Regions from separate parts of the Macaca mulatta genome. Here region 2 is linked to region 1. Evidence: chromatin contacts called from public Hi-C data. All regions are on one chromosome and are shown on one strand. Each heading gives the region's core, a stretch centred on a gene start, on an enhancer-like site or on the middle of the called end of the contact. The rest is flanking DNA. Distances are from core to core; before and after follow the strand shown. Region 1 holds the start of RGS16 (regulator of G protein signaling 16). Region 2 holds the start of RGS8 (regulator of G protein signaling 8).

Region 1 (3,911 bases), core at 702-3,201:
CCACCCAGAGACAGACACAAAAGGCTCCTACTCACTTTTACTGCTCAGCAGCAGGTCGAACGACTCTCTCCACCCCAGCACATCTTCTGAGAAGTTTCTACTAAAAGACAAAAAGAAAAAAAAAGAGTAAGAAAAAAAAATCAACAAACCAAAGCATAGTACAAATTCTAGCCAGAACTCTGATGGAAAATTGCGTAAAATTCACAGAAAGGCTTGCCTTGGTGATTGTTGAAGCTGACACCTCAAACTCCTAGTTGGACTTAGGGTAAGCAGTAATGTTTTCTAGAGGACAATTCGGCAACCAGAAATCAAAGCCAGGGACTCCTTTAGTCTTCAGTTAATATCTCTAAGCCTGTCTCTTCTCTGTCCAAAAATTATTTCAATTCCCCTGACTCTCAAAGATTTGTTTTGTACACCTTCCCAAGGACATAAGGGCCTCATAAATAGAGATTACATCTACACATAACTCCAGAGTTTGGTACAGTTGATAGCCAATATGAAAGGGTTTCTAGGCAAGGTGCATGCTAGAGTCATTAATAAAAACCTCAAGTGGCCTTGGACTCTGTCCTAGCCCTGGATGCATGTGCAATGAAACCCCAGGTGGGAGAGTCTGGTTAACTAGGCATTCATGCCCTGTGTGCCCTCATCCGTGGATAGACTTGGAGCCCTGGAGCCACCTACCCACTCACCCATGAGCCAAGTAGTCATAACAGACCAGCAACAAGTCTCACTAAAATCTCTAGGGAGGCGTTGCCAAGATCCACTTAGTGTGTCCTGGCTTCTCCTTATATTTCCCTCCTTCCCGCTCCCTTCCCTCTCGGAGCCCTGAGCTGGTCAGCAACACTTACTTCTCTTTGCCGTGTTTACTGCCCCACTCGAACTTGCCACTACTCCCAGTATCACAGCCCAGCTCTGATTTGTGAAGAAAGATCCCCAGACGTGTCTTGAACTCTTTGGCTCTGAAAAACAAATCAGGAACATGAAAGGATTCTCATTTGCTCAGCCAGTGTGGAGAGGTTTATGTGTCCCAGAAGAGCTCTGGGTGGTGCCACCCAAAGTTTAGCCTCAAGAGTTCCTGGAAACTCTTGGCTGTTCCCAGGACCCAAATTGTGCTTATCAGTATCATCAACCCCAAAGCAACAAAAGCAATGTTTGAGCTATGCCGTGGTAGACCTTACACTTTCTGGGTAATACACACGCTCATATATGGGCTTTTCCCTAAAGTCACACTGATCTCTCTTCGTGCCTGTTGATTCAGAAAAGAACTCAGCATTCTTTTCAGGAGTATTTCTGAACTGTGGGAAACTGATTCCTGCCTTCATCTTTACGTTTTCCTTCCCAGCCAGTAACGACTGGAAGCTGTTGAGTTGCTCTCTGGAATATGGACACACCCTCAACAGTGGGATCCCCCTGCCCCACCACACCCCACAAAAAAAAAAAAAAAAAAAAAAAAATCTCCCTGCCTTCCAGGGGCAGAGGAGGCAATGCCCCTAGCTCTGGTCTGAGGAATGAAAAACAAGTGCTTAAGCAATAGGCAGGCTCAGTTCTGCCTGGAAATGTCAACGTGGCCTTCCTGCAGCCAGGTCTTCAGCAGGTCACCTGAGCACGACTGCAGTTTGTCAGAGGATGGGGATGGCAGCAAGCAGCGGGCCCTTGCTTCCCTTCCCCTTGCTTTCTCCCTGCTCCTGGAATCTAAGCACGTGGCATCAGGTTCGCCTCTACCTCTCTACTTAAGCCTCCAGCGCCCCATCCCCGCGCCCACCCAGGTCCCCAGGCCTGCCGCTCCACTCCCTAAGAGTTGGTGGGACTTCCCGCAAGCAGTTGGACAAGCTCCCCTTACCTCTCCAGGCAGGTGGTGGGGAAGGCGGCCAGGGTACGGCACATGGCTGCGGGCGCGGGGCAGCACGTAGCCGGCAGGATGGTGGCAGGCTCCAGGAGGCTCCGCGAGCGCTAGGAAGCAAAGCGCGGTAGCAGGTGCTAATCAACTGGGGTTGGCTTTAGCAGCCTGCAAGCACCCAGACTTCGCGGCCGCTGCTTTAATCCCCTCGGAGGAACGGGGCTGGGCACTGCTGACCAATCGGAGGGCGGGGCTGGACACTGAGAAGGCGGAGGCGGGGCCCACAGCCAGACTGGGCCGGGCGCAACTTTCGCCGCAGCTGGAGCACGCGGAGCTGCACCCTCCCTCCGGAGGACGCCGCGTGTGGAAGGAGAAGCGGCAAGAGAATTGGCACGGGGATGAGACGTGCACACCCAGTTTCCTAGGGAAAAATACCTGCTGACCTCTAGTAACAACAGAAAACTCACGCAGCGGTGTCGTGTTGCAAGAGATTCCACGGGGCTGGTGGGTCTGAGAGGCACACAGGGCTTTGATCGCAGGTAAGTCTGAGCCTGCTGGGTCCTGAAGGACAGGCGCACAGGGTGCAAACCTGGCAAAACAGTTTCTTTTTTTTTTTTTTTTTTTTTTTTTTGAGACGGAGTCTCGCTCTGTCGCCCAGGCTGGAGTGCAGTGGCCGGATCTCAGCTCACTGTAAGCTCCGCCTCCCGGGTTCACGCCATTCTCCTGCCTCAGTCTCCCGAGTAGCTGGGACTACAGGCGCCCGCCACCTCGCCCGGCTAGTTTTTTATATTTTTTAGTAGAGATGGGGTTTCACCGTGTTAGCCAGGATGGTCTCGATCTCCTGACCTCGTGATCCGCCCGTCTCGGCCTCCCAAAGTGCTGGGATTACAGGCTTGAGCCACCGCGCCCGGCCAACAGTTTCTAATTATACTGATAAGTACCCTTTACGAGGCTCCTACCCCGATGGACATGGGGCTAAGTAAGATCTTCTTCTTCATCATCATCTCCATTTTATAGTTGAAGAAACCGAGAATCAGAAAGCTAAATAAACTTGCTCAAGATCACAGTTGGAGATGACAGACAAATGGGATAGGGATGAGTATTTTATTGAACACCTACTATGTGCCAGTCACATAACTAAGACTCATATTAAATAACTTGCTCAAAGATGTGCAGCTAGTAGGTGTTGGCTCCAAAATTCAAATGTGAATTTACCATTCTTTTTCCATTGCACCCTCCCCGCTCCCCCCTCTCCCCCGCTCCCCCCTCTCCCCCGCTCCCCCCTCTCCCCTGCCCCACACACACCCGCAAAGGTTAGTAATCCAGTCACAGCTATACCTGTGGACGATCCTGGGTTTAGGTAGTTGCTACCTTAGTGTCTATCTCTGAGATAAAGGTAATAAATACCCTGCCTCTCTCCTCACCTTCCCACAAAGGTATTGGGAGTGCTATTAAGAGGCTGCATGTGAGGTTAAGAGTACAGGGTCTAGAGTTAGATTTTCAGGTTTCAAGTCATGGCTCTGCCAGGTGACCTGCTGAAGACCCAGCTGCAGGAAGGCCCCGTTAACTGTTAACTGGCTCTGCCAGTTACTGATGGGAGACTAGGCAAACTGCTTAACCTTTCTATGCCCCCATTTCCTTGTCTCTACGAAGAGAACAACTTATTTCATAAGGTGGTTGTGAGAACTAAAGAAATTAATTCTTAGTTTGAGTTCCTAGGAACCAGACTCAGGTCGACACTTGCATGCAGGAGGTTTACTGGGGAGAGTTATCAGAATTAAGAGGGAGTAAAGGAAGCAGGTCTGGGCAGAGGGAGGAGTTGAAGGCCATGCCATTTCAACAGAGACCCCAGCTGGTTCCAGGGAATGCCCTGAAGCTCAGCTGGCCCTTTGGAACTGTCCACTGAAGCAAGAGGACAAGGCCCTGGTAACCCCATAAAGACCATTCATTGCATACAGCTGCCCAAGAAGACCGCCTAATCTTAAGGCAGTGCCCTTTGTCGATCTATTCCTGGAGAGAGACTAACACCCTGGGAAATGATGGCCACAGTCCCCAAGACGTGATCTGGGTGGCA
Region 2 (3,911 bases), core at 494-2,993, 70 kb after region 1:
CGCTCAGCCACAGATGCCAGTAAATAAGAATCAGCAGGACACTCTGACCCAGCTGCCTTGCCCATCCCAGCACCTCAGGGCTTTTATCCCATTTGGCCCTGGACTTCTGAGAGTTAGAAGTTACCCAAAGCCCAGGAAGTTCAATGGTGTGATTGCCCGCACAGTGCATGTGCCCTCATAGATGGGCATCAAGTCACAGGTGCGTCTGGGGCAGACAGGACGAGACATAATGGGAAGAGGGGATACTCAAGAAAAAACAAAGGTTAAAAGCAAAGAGCAAAGATTTATAAAGAGGGGGAGAGAAACTAGAGCCTCTGCGGGAAGAAAGCAATCAATATGCATGAAGAGGCAAGTTAATTAAATATGGATAATGCAATCGGTGCACACAGACATCCCGGAGAAGAAAGAGAAAAGCAAAGGCAATACTCACTGTCTTTGGCCAGTCCTCATGGCCTGAGGGTCTTTGCCAACTGGGTGGTCAGAGAGGCTGCGGGTTAAGGCGCTCTGGGGAAAAAGTAGATCTTTCTTTTAGCAGTCAAATCCTCGGCGAGTGAAGGGCATGTGTGCATGAACACATAGGCGCGCACACACACATATACACACACAGGCATGCACAACACACCTCCCACCACTTGAGCCAGGCAGCAAGCGGCCCCGCTGAAAGCTCTTCTCTCTGCTTGTCACATCCAGTAAATACTGAAGCAGCCTACACCCAGCGGGCGGTGGCTCAGCTCCCGGGCACGGTCTGCACGCCCATCCTCATTGGCAGGATGCAGAAGGTGCCCCTGAGCCGAGCTCAGCCTCACTAACCTGAAGCTCCTCTGGTTGCAGCTCAGGGAGAAGTCCCCACAGCCCACAGCTGCCTCCCTCTGCACCCAGAGGCTGTGCGGGGGGCAGCAAAGAATAGGTATTAACTCTTTCCAGTCACCAGTGAGCTGAAAATCAAGTGTCCAGGGGGCCCTCTTCTAATGAGCCCTGCTGCTGGCTGAAGGTTGGCTGCTGCACTGGCAGTGGAGAGCGTAAAGATCTTGCCCCAGACAGCTGCTGACAGCAGGAGCCACTCCAAATCAAATCTCCTAATGAGTCAGGAGGAGGGGGGCTGTCTTGCTGGGTGTGATGTGATGTGATAAATGCAGAGAGCAAGAAAGCTACAGGGCAGGTCACACATCTAAATTCCACCCCCTTTCTCCAAATTTCTATTGTGCTGCACTACCAAGCCAAACCACACAGCCCTGAAATCGCCCTCTCTGCCACATCTCAGCTGTGCCCCTTACTCTACAGAGGCATTTCTCCCCCAGCTCATCTCCACTCCCACCCTAACCAGCACCAACCACACCACTCCCCACTTCTTAATGAGAAATTTCCACCTCCTCTGCCTTCCCAAACATGCATATTTCCAACTCTATGCTCCTGCCTCTCACCTGGTTTTTCCTACAGTAGAAACTCACCTCTCTCCCTCATCCATCACCTAGCAACTTCCCCCTACTTGCATTTGTTATGGAGTGAGACTTTTTCCTTTGTTCTGCCCGATCTGCACATGATCCCTATTTTTCTGTCTTTTCCATTTTTTTTTTCTTCCAAACCTCCTTACCCACATGGGTCTTCACACTGCCTTCTTCAGTTCCAGAAGGAGGACTCTCTTCCTGCTTGCCCTAGTGTAGTGGGTCTCCAAGCATGGTCCCTGGACCAGCAGCGTCAGCATCACCTGAGAAGTATCAGAAATGCAAATGTTCAGGCCCCACCCCTAGACCTACAGAATCAGAAACTCTGGGGACAGTAATCAGCCTTCCAGGTGACTCTGATGCATGCTAAAGTTTGCAAACCGCTGCCCTGGGAGAAAGCTTGTCTTCTCATTATGCTCTAGGTCCCTAAGGCTGAGTCTATACTCCCTTTCAGGAACTAGCTCTAAAGACACATAGCCTTAGCTGCAAACCATTTCTGAAACCCAGAAGGCAGCAGAAATCTCAACAGAAAGTGATGGCTTTATAATAATGGAAATGAATTCCATTTTTTCATCCTTTTTAAATGTATAAAGCATTTTCATGTATTGTCACTCAACAATCCTATGCCATCGTCACAGAGGGTAGTATTATTATTCCCATGTTACAGATGAAAAAACCGAGGCCAGAAAAGGTGATGTACCTTTATCAAAGTGACGCAACGTGCCAGAGGAGGCACAAGAACCAGAAATTAAGCTTTATGACTCTAACAGCAGAGCTCTTTCTACTATATCATACCAGGACCCAGTCTTTCTGGGCAGATCTATTGGTGCATAACCTGAATTCTCTCAGTGAAATGATTCTGCCGCAACTACTCACTGCCTGATGATAAGATGAAATAAACATTCTGATGCTGCCTCCACAGTGACTCATTGTCTCTTTCTGATATCGTCCACAGTGCCCCTCTATTAAAGAAAGGGAACTTTGTGTTATAAAATGAGAGGCAAAAGAAAAGTTTCTCATTTCTTATTACCCCTTTCTTGAACCCTGTTGCTAATTGGGGTTTAGAACTTCAGCAGAAAGAGAACCCTTCATTTCTGGACATTTTCTTGGTACACTGCACCATAAGAAACTGGTACACAGATAAACTGATGAATAAAAGCCCATTGATAAGCACTCCCCTAATTCAAGATATGTTTCTAGAATAAGGTGAATCCACATAGCTAATGTTTAATGAGCAGTTAGTATGTGCCAGACACTATGCCAAACATTGCTTTGAGTTATCGATTTAATTTTCAGAACAAATTTACAAAGCCAACACCTTTATCACCCCTCTTTTACAGATGGAGAAACAGAGACATGTCATTTAAAAGTGGCAGAGCTAGTATCTAGCACCAAACCTGATGCTTCCAGCCTCTGCTCTGCTCCTCACTTTAACACAAACGTAGTGCCATCATAGGACACTTCCTACCAGCACTAAAACAGTAGAACAAAGGTCTCCTCCAAATCTCTTACTGCCCAGGCCACTATCCAGGGGGTAAAGGCCCCGAGGAAAGAGAGCAGGGCTGCAAATGGGCCTGAGTCACAAGTGGAAACTAATCAATATTAACCAGGCATCAGAATCTTCAATTAGCCTTTGGAGAAATAATATAGTCATAGGAAGTCAATAAGTCCAATGTTTAAAAAGAGCTATAGTAAACAAGAAAAATGTAAAAGAAGTAACAGGAATATAAAGAGCAGAAGGAAAAAAAGTGTGTGGACATGAATAATACAAGGAAACAGAACATTAAAACTAGTCCAAACTTTCTTTTTTTTTCTAACCAAAACACTCCTAAATGCCAAGGAGTAATCACAGAGGACCACAGTTTGAGAAGCACAGACCTAGCGCAGGCCCCTCTCCCAAGAGGACACCAGCATAATCTTCCAAAGAGGCCAGTGCATAATTTCAAGGAGAATTAAGCTGAACCTAAAGTTAAGCATTCTAGCATTGTCTTCTTTCCTGAAATAAATAAACAGAAAAGGCAAGCAGGGTTAAGTGCTCGTGAGAAAGGAATTCATCACCTTGGACTCTGTAGTCCCCAGGCTTAGAGCTCTGCCCCAGGAATGTAGAGCTCTGGGTTCTTTTCCGGCTACTGCTCCTGACTTGCTAGGTGGAGTTGGCACAGGACATCTCAACTGGCCACAACTCACGTCTCTTACAGGAACACAGTGATTGCAAGCCCCGCTCCTGCCTCTGGGCTGTCCTGCCCCCCTCTGCACTTCCCAGTCTATACTCACTTGCCTTGGGAAGCCCTGCCCTCTCCAGGCACCCACCACTCCTCTCCAGAATCAGTGCTTCAATCTTGCCTCTTCAGCTCTAGGCTGCTTTTCCAGAGGTTTGCTGGACAGCTCCTCACATCTCAGACCCTGCACGCTATACTGGCTCTAAATAGACCCTGCATGCCGTACTGTCTCTAAACAACTACCTTCCCA

The links. Hi-C and Micro-C count contacts between places; a contact is called where the count stands out from the background.
Region 2: a contact with region 1 is called in a Hi-C map of liver, with 3 times the contacts expected there. The contact joins the promoter of RGS8 here to the promoter of RGS16 in region 1. A contact is called at or near these places in 3 of 14 Hi-C or Micro-C datasets (CD4 T cells, fetal cortex germinal zone and liver).

The regions. Positions count from the first base shown.
Region 1 is chr1:40,067,278-40,071,188 of T2T-MMU8v2.0, forward strand. It overlaps RGS16 (regulator of G protein signaling 16), which reads right to left and starts at 1,952. Exons shown (of 5, transcript XM_001114540.5): 1 at 1,841-1,952; 2 at 849-959; 3 at 36-100. The coding sequence starts at 1,884. It overlaps LOC144340694 (a long non-coding RNA gene), which reads left to right and starts at 2,088. Exons shown (of 3, transcript XR_013416942.1): 1 at 2,088-2,376.
Region 2 is chr1:40,137,368-40,141,278 of T2T-MMU8v2.0, forward strand. It overlaps RGS8 (regulator of G protein signaling 8), which reads right to left and starts at 1,744. Exons shown (of 6, transcript XM_015122299.3): 1 at 1,592-1,744; 2 at 431-504. The coding sequence starts at 1,597.